Regions from separate parts of the Pan troglodytes genome. Here region 2 is linked to region 1. Evidence: chromatin contacts called from public HiChIP or PLAC-seq data. All regions are on one chromosome and are shown on one strand. Each heading gives the region's core, a stretch centred on a gene start, on an enhancer-like site or on the middle of the called end of the contact. The rest is flanking DNA. Distances are from core to core; before and after follow the strand shown. Region 1 holds the start of ZNF789 (zinc finger protein 789). Region 2 holds the start of ZSCAN25 (zinc finger and SCAN domain containing 25).

Region 1 (3,769 bases), core at 376-2,875:
AATGGCTCCAAGGCTGGAGCAAAGGCCTCATCCCTTTCATTCTCTACACCAAACTTGTCCAAACCTCAGCCTGTGGACCGCATATGGCCCGGGACGACTTTGAATCCAACCCAACACAAATTCGTAAACTTTCTTAAAACCTTATGAAATTGTTTTGCGATTTTTTTTTAGCTCATGAGCTATTTTTAGTGTTTGTGTATTTTATGTGTAGTCCACGACAATTCTTCTTCCAATGTGGCCCAGGGAAGCCAAGAGATTGGACACCCCTGCACTATATTTACTGAATGTGTTTGTGAAGGCTGTGCATCTGAATGTCAGACTTGCTAATGAAAAATTAAATGGAGTCCATGTTTTGGGTACGGCCCTAGGCCAACCACCCACAGCCACGTAAGGCATTTAAAATACATTGATTTCTCCCTTGAGTTCAGGAGTTGGAGACTGCAATGAGCTATGATGGCACCACTACACTCCACCCTGGGTGACAGAGCGAGACCCTGTCTCTCTTAAAAACAACAGGCCGGGCGCGGTGGCTCACGCCTGTAAATCCCAGCACTTTGGGAGGCCGAGGCGGGCGGATCACGAGGTCAGGAGTTCAAGACCAGCCTGGCCAACATAGTGAAACCCAGTCTCTACTAAAAATACAAAAATTAGCCGGGCATGGTGGCGCGTGCCTGTAGTCGCCGCTACTCGGGAGGCTGAGGCAGGAGAATCGCTTGAACCCGGGAGTTGGAGGTTGCAGTGAGTCGAGATTGGCCCATTGTACTCCAAATTGGGCAACAGAGTAACACTTCGTCTCAAACACAACAGCAACAACAATTCCTTATTTCCCTGAAAAGTGTGCGCTGACCAGGAAAGAAGCTTTTTTCTCGTCCGCATGATAAACTGAACCAATCAGCTACAGATGCAAGGCTGATCCAGCTCGACTTACCCTAGAAGGAATGCAAGTTGATAATGGCCAATTACAATCAAGATCACTGCACTTCCTCATTTAGCTTTCCAAGCTGCCATTGGAACAATCTGCCAGCTGTTCCTCTGCATGCACAATAAACTCTTAAAACTTTAACTGGAAGGGACTGTTAACTTTTGACAAAATCCAAAATGCCGCTTCACAATCACGTGAACACCTTGCACTAACAACCACGGCTCATCTCCCACTCTAACAAAACCAAGTCCAGGCGTTCACCAGCCATTCATTCTTCGGACTTTGCTCCTCTCGCTGCCGAAGACTTGACACCGCCAAAAATACTCAAAAGCTGGTGCCACAGGCCCCGAGAGCCGCCGCACAAGCCCGGAGCGTCCCCTGCGAGCCGGGGGTGTGCGCAGTGGCCTCCCCCCCGCACCCACGCCCCCCACAACACTCGTTTCCTTCTCCCCAAACCTGCTGACGGCTCCGAATCTCCGCCAAGCCGCCTCCACCAGGGGCTGGGCTCTCCTCTCGGGGTTCCCGGGCCTGACCCGAGGTCTGTCTGGTCCGCGCCCCTCGGCGAATCACCCCTTACCGGAGCAACAGACACAACCACTCTGGCAGCCTCAGAGCCTCTCGCTGGCTCCACCTGCGCGCGCCGAGCGAAGCGTCCCAGCCAGCGGCCCCTCTAGGACCGCGGAGGCTTCACGACTCTCTTGTCAGACAAAGAGAGTGGCGCCCGCGCGAGTGGGCCCGAACCAATCAACGGCCGCCCTCCCCGCCCAGGCCAATCAACGGCCGGAGACAGCACCGAGAGAGTCACGTGATGCACAGGGCCCCGCCCCTCCTGTTTTAACATAATTTAGAATTATTCTATGATTCAAGAGCGACGCAATTCGTTTCTTTGGCTGTGTGTTTGTGGAGGGGAGTAAGGTTATCAGATAAAAGAAGAAAAATGGGCCAGGCGCGGTGACTTACGCCTGTAATCCCAGCACTTTGGGAGGCAGAGGCCGGCGGATCAGGTCAAGAGATTTAGATCATCCTGGCCAACATGGTGAAACCCCTTCTCTACTAAAAATACAAAAAAAATGCCGGGCGCGGTGGCTCACGCCTGTAATCCCAGCACTCTGGGAGGCCGAGGCGGGTGGATCACCTGAGGTCGGGAGTTCGAGACCAGCCTGACCAACAATGGAGAAACCCGTCTCTACTAAAAATACAAATAAAATTAGCCGGGCATGGTGGTGCCTGCCTATAACCCCGGCTACTCGGGAGGCTGAGGCAGGAGAAGCGCTTGAACCCGGGAGGCGGAGGTTGCGGTGAGCCGATTGCGCCACCGCACTCCAGCCTGGGTGACAGAGCGAGACTCCGTCTCAAAAAAAAAAAAAAAAAAAAAAAAAAAATTAGCTGGGCATGGTGGCGGCGTGCCTGTAGTGCCAGCTACTCGGGAGGCTGAGGCAGGAGAATCACTTGAACTCGGGAGGCGGAGATTGCAGTGAGCCGAGATCCCACCACTGCACTCCAGACTGGCGACAGAGCGAGACTCTGTCTCAAAAAAAAAAAAAAAGAATATTAGATCTTAATTAAAAGGATAATTGTGTGGCTTATGTAAATTACCCCCAAAATACAGTTTTAATGTGAGTAAGGAGTTAATTTTTTTTCTTTTTTTTTTGAGACAGTCTCGCTCTCGCCCAGGCTGGAGTGCAGTGGCGCAGTCTCGGCTCACTGCAAGCTCCGCCTCCCGGGTTCACGCCATTCTCCTGCGTCAGCCTCCTGAGTAGCTGGGACTACAGGCACCCGCTACCACTCCCGGCTAATTTTGTGTGTGTGTGTGTTTTTAGTAGAGACGGGGTTTCACCATTTTGGCCAGGCTGGTCTCGAACTCCTGACCTCAAGTGATCCGCCTGCCTTGGCCTCCCAAGTTTTGTTTGTTTGTTTTTTATTTCTTCTAAACAAAACAAAACAAACAGGATACACGTGCAGAACGTGCAGGTTTGTTACATGTGCCATGGTGGTTTGCTGCACCTATTGACCCATCCTCTAAGTTCCCTCCCCTTACCCCCGACTCCCCAAAAGGCCCAGGTGTGTGTTGTTCCCCTCTCTGTGTCCATGCGTTCTCAATATTCAATTCCCACTTAGGAATGAGAACATGCTGTGTTTGGTTTTCTGTTCCTGTGTTAGTTTGCTGAGGCTGATGGCAACCAGCTTCATCCATGTCCCTGCAAAGGACAGGATCTCATTCCTTTTTATGGCTGCTTAGTATTCCATGGTGTATTTGTACCACATTTTCTTTATCCAGTCTACCACTGATGGGCATTTGGGTTGGTTCCATGTCTTTGCTATTGTAAATAGTGTTGCAATAAACATATGTGTGTTGGCTGAGTGCAGTGGCTCACGCCTGCAATTCCAGCACTTTGGGAGGTCAAGGCGGGCAGATTACCTGAGATCAGGAGTTCGAGACCAGCCTGGCCAACATGGTGAAACCCCGTCACTACTAAAAATACAAAAATTAGCCGGGCTCGGTGGCAGGAGTATGTAATCCCAGCTACTCAGGAGGCTGAGGCAGGAGAATCGCTTGAACCCAGGAGGCGGAGGTGGCAGGGAGCCGAGATTGTGCCATTGTACTCCAGCCTGGGTGACAGAGTGAGACTCTGTCTCATAAATAAATAAATAAAATAAAATAAAAAATAAAAGAGATGGGGTCTTGCTATGTTGCCCAGGCTGGTCTCAAACTCCTGGGCTCAAACGATCCTCCCATCTCGACCTCCCAAAGTTCTGGGATTACAGGCATGAGCCATCGCACCTGGCTCCTGTTGGCTTTAACAGAAAACAGGAACACTCAGTACTCCAGGTTCAAGACATTTGAAC
Region 2 (3,769 bases), core at 691-3,190, 150 kb before region 1:
TGTGGCTTCAGCAGTGACGAGCAGAGCTGCACCAGAAGAGGTGGCAGAGGCAGAGAGAAACCAGATCACCCAGAGCCTGCGCCACAGAAAGAATTATGAACTTTATTCTTATTTCTTACTTTAGCGAGGAACTACATGTTTTATAAAAGTCATTCTGCCTGTGTGTTGACAGGGAATAGGCTAGAGGTGGCAAGAGAGAAATGGCACTTACAGTGATTCAAGCAGATGATAAGGGCTTAGATCAGGGTGGTGGCAAAGAGTCAGACAAAATCAAGACGTATTTTGGAGATTAAAACCAACAAACTTGCTGATGGCTTAGACGTGATGGTGCGCTCAACCTGAAAAAGACAATGGAGCAACATATATACCATTATGACAAATGACCTAAAGATTTCTAACTTGTACAGGCTTTACTCTTTAGAAAGCATGTGAACACATATTTCATTTAATACTTAAAACACTTCTGTAGGATGAGTGCTACTCCTCCTACTTCTCAGAAGGAAAAAAAAAGAGACTGGATGATAACTGCCTCCCAAAATACATGGTACAGATTGAAAAAAAAAAATGTGAAGTCAAAAAGAGAGAAAACTAATCTAAGTCCAAGTACTCAAGGAAAAGAAGAGGCTTGAAGTAGACTGGAGAATGAGTCCTATTTACCTCCAAGTGGATTATGCGGAAGACCTAGACTGGGAAGACAGACTTGGAAGTCCAAAGCACCAGGGGAAGGAGATCATGCTTGTCAGAAAACGGAAAGATCACCTGACTGGAGCAGAGAATGGGCAGCTAGCAGGAGGCACACCCCAAAGCTTCTGCTAAATATTCTATTGTGAGTTTCTGTATTTATCTACCCCCACTTAAACCAAGTTTATATTTTCAGTCTATTCATTGACTCTGCAACATTGAGATTTCTCTTTCATTCTTTTCTAGCTATTGCATTGGTTCACTCCACTAGTGCATTTAATGCACTACAGTGCAAATGTTTACCCATGTGTCTCCCTCTAACAGATTCCCTGGAGGCAAGAAAGATCCTCATTCATCTTTTATCTCTGCCATTTGACAAATAGAAATTGCCCCATTGCTATTCTTTATCTCCCCCCACCCATTGTGACTCTTTTGTTTTGTTTCTGAGACAGGATCTCAGGGTTTTATCACCCCAGCTGGAGACCAGTGGTGCGATCACTGCAGCCTTTGCCTCCTAGGATCAAGCGATCCTCCCACCTCAGCCTCCCGAGTAGCTGGGACTACTGGCGAGTGCCACCATGACCAGCTAATTATTTATTTTTGTAGAGACAGGGTCTCCCCATGTTGCCCAGGCTGGAGTGCAGTGGCATGAATGTAAGTCAGTGCAACCTTGAACTCCTGGGCTCAGGCGATCCTCCTGCCTCAGCCTCCCGAGTAGCTGGGACCTCAGGCGCGTACCACCACGCCCGGCTACTTTTCAATTTTTGTAGAGACAGGGTTTCGCTATGTTGACCAGGCTGGCTCATCACTATTCTTTAAATGAGTGTCCTATGTGATTACTTTCACTTTGCACAGAGTTCTGCTTTGGTTCAAGATCTCTTCGGGTTCGTGGCCAGCCCTGCACTAAGCCAAGCCTGGCAGAGCGGGATCAGCCTCGCTCCTACCTGAGCCTACAGCGCGGCGGCCCCTCAGCATCCAGACCCGCAGGGCCTCGGGGCCGCTGAAGGCAGCTCCTGAGAGACTTGCCGCCCTCACCCGGGGCTGAGCGGAGGGAGACGGGCTCTACTGCAACCCCGCTGCCGCCGAGCCCCGTAGCGGCACCAAAACCCGTCCCCGCGCCCGTTTACCACTTCGCCCGCCACCCGCTGCGGCCCTGAAGAGACTCTCACCCGCCGCGGCCCTGAAGGGCCTCTCACCCGCTAGGGTCGCCAGTGCTCTCCGCGGTCCGGAAGTGAGCTGCGGACGCTGTCAGACAGGTGCGTAAGGAAAGACTCGCTTCCGTGTCCTCTCTAGGATGCTCGGAGGTCTCGGCGGATGCGTCTCGATGGTTGCTGATCCCAGCCTGCTGTTCCGAACCCGGCGAGGCGAAGACGACCAGGGCTTCCCCAGGATTGACTGCCCAGCTCGAGGCGCTCTGTGGCTAGGCCCCTTCCACTTCCGTGCCATTTCACCTGCTTGCCCTCCGTGGAAAGGACTCGGTGCATCGCCAGATACACTACTGGACACAGCACCTGCCCCAAGGGGCTTTAGAGTCCAGTCGGTCAATGCGCGACTATTCCGGCCGCGAGGGCCTTGCGCGAGGCGTAGGGGCAGAGGAGATAGGGGGCGCACTGGATCTAACCGGCTCACTTAAGAGGCTCCTGACCCCGGGTAGTGTGCGTGCGTGTGTGTATGTGTAGTCAGGGAAGGCTTCCTGGAGGAGCCAGCATCGGAGCTGTTTTTTGTGGGGGGGGTTTGTTTGTTTGTTTTTGTTTTTTGAGAAAGAGAGAGAGAAGTCTCGTTCTGTCTCCCAGGATGGAGCGCAGTGGTGAGATCATAGCTCACTGCAACCTCGAAGCCCTGAGTTCAAGCAATCCTCCCACCTCAGTCTCCTGGGTAGCTGGGACTTTTTTTCAATTTTTTGCAGAGAGGGGGGTCTCTCTATGTTGCCCAATCTGGTCTCCAACTTCTGGACTCAAGCGATCTTCCCCCCTTGGCCTCCCAAAGTGCTGGGATTGCAGGCGCAAGCCACCGCGTCCAGCCTGAAGGCAGTCTGTCTCAACTGGGTGGCCCAGTGTTACTCCAGAATCCACTCAGGAAACAGGAAACCCTCTTGTCTTACTCTTCTCCAGCACTTTGCAAAGTGTCTGGTACAATATTTGCTAAAAATATACACTTATAGAGTAAATGAACTCCTAGAATATAACATAGGTGTTAGACCATCTCACTTTATCCTCCATGTCTCTGTCCCACTTTCATATTTTTCTTGTCTGCCCATATTTGACTTGGGTTTATGTCTTCACCTTTTTATTAATAATCCACTTTTCAGCTGTTTCTAATGTGCTACAAAATCCACAGTTGTTGTTTTTTTGTTTTGTTTTGTTTGTTTTTTAAGAGACGAGGTCTTGCTGTGTCACCTAGGCTGGAGTACAGCGGTGCTATCATAGCTCACTACAGCTTCCAACTCCTGGGTTCAAGCAATCCACCTCAGCTTCCCAAATAGCTGGGACTACAGGCATGAGCCACCACACCCAGCTAATCTTTAAAAAATGTTTTGTAAGGACAGGGTCTCACTATGTTGCCCAGGCTAGTCTTAAACTCCTGGGCTCGAGCAATCCTCCCCACTTGGCCACCCATATTTTTGTTTTAATTAATATATTTTTTCCATTTCTAGAATTTCTATTTGATTTTTTCCAAATATTCTAGATTGATCTTTTAAAAGAATTTACCGATATGTTTAAGCTTTTTATACATAGTAAATATAGTTGAGCCTGATAATTCTGAGATCTGAAGTCCCCTCAGATATCTTTCTGTGATCTGCTATTTCCACTGTTTTTGATGGTGCCACTTCCACCAGCAGTACCTAACAGCATCCATTTCCCATATCTCATCATCTCTGCCATTATCCAGCTTTAATTTTTGCCAATTGACAGGTGAAGTAAATGTTACCTCATTTTTTAATTTGCATGTTCTTCATTATAAGTGAGGTCAGTCATTATTCCTACTTTCATTAACTTCTTGCCTTCCCTTTTCTGTGAACTGACTTTTCTTTGTGTTTCTATTAAGCTGTTTATCTCTTTCTTATTGATTTATGAGTTCTGGGGACATT

What was found. HiChIP or PLAC-seq counts read pairs in DNA pulled down with a chosen protein or histone mark.
Region 2: an H3K4me3 HiChIP or PLAC-seq map of stem cell-derived excitatory neurons shows a contact between it and region 1, with 2.2 times the contacts expected there. The contact joins the promoter of ZSCAN25 here to the promoter of ZNF789 in region 1. A contact is called at or near these places in 1 of 7 Hi-C or Micro-C datasets (stem cell-derived neural progenitor cells) and 1 of 1 datasets of contacts at active chromatin or transcription factors (stem cell-derived excitatory neurons).

The regions. Positions count from the first base shown.
Region 1 is chr6:108,870,636-108,874,404 of NHGRI_mPanTro3-v2.0_pri, reverse strand. It overlaps ZNF789 (zinc finger protein 789), which reads right to left and starts at 1,625. Exons shown (of 4, transcript XM_009453702.5): 1 at 1,379-1,625. It overlaps LOC134810470 (a long non-coding RNA gene), which reads left to right and starts at 2,653. Exons shown (of 3, transcript XR_010158626.1): 1 at 2,653-2,893.
Region 2 is chr6:109,015,974-109,019,742 of NHGRI_mPanTro3-v2.0_pri, reverse strand. It overlaps ZSCAN25 (zinc finger and SCAN domain containing 25), which reads right to left and starts at 1,940. Exons shown (of 9, transcript XR_008536482.2): 1 at 1,851-1,940; 2 at 212-338.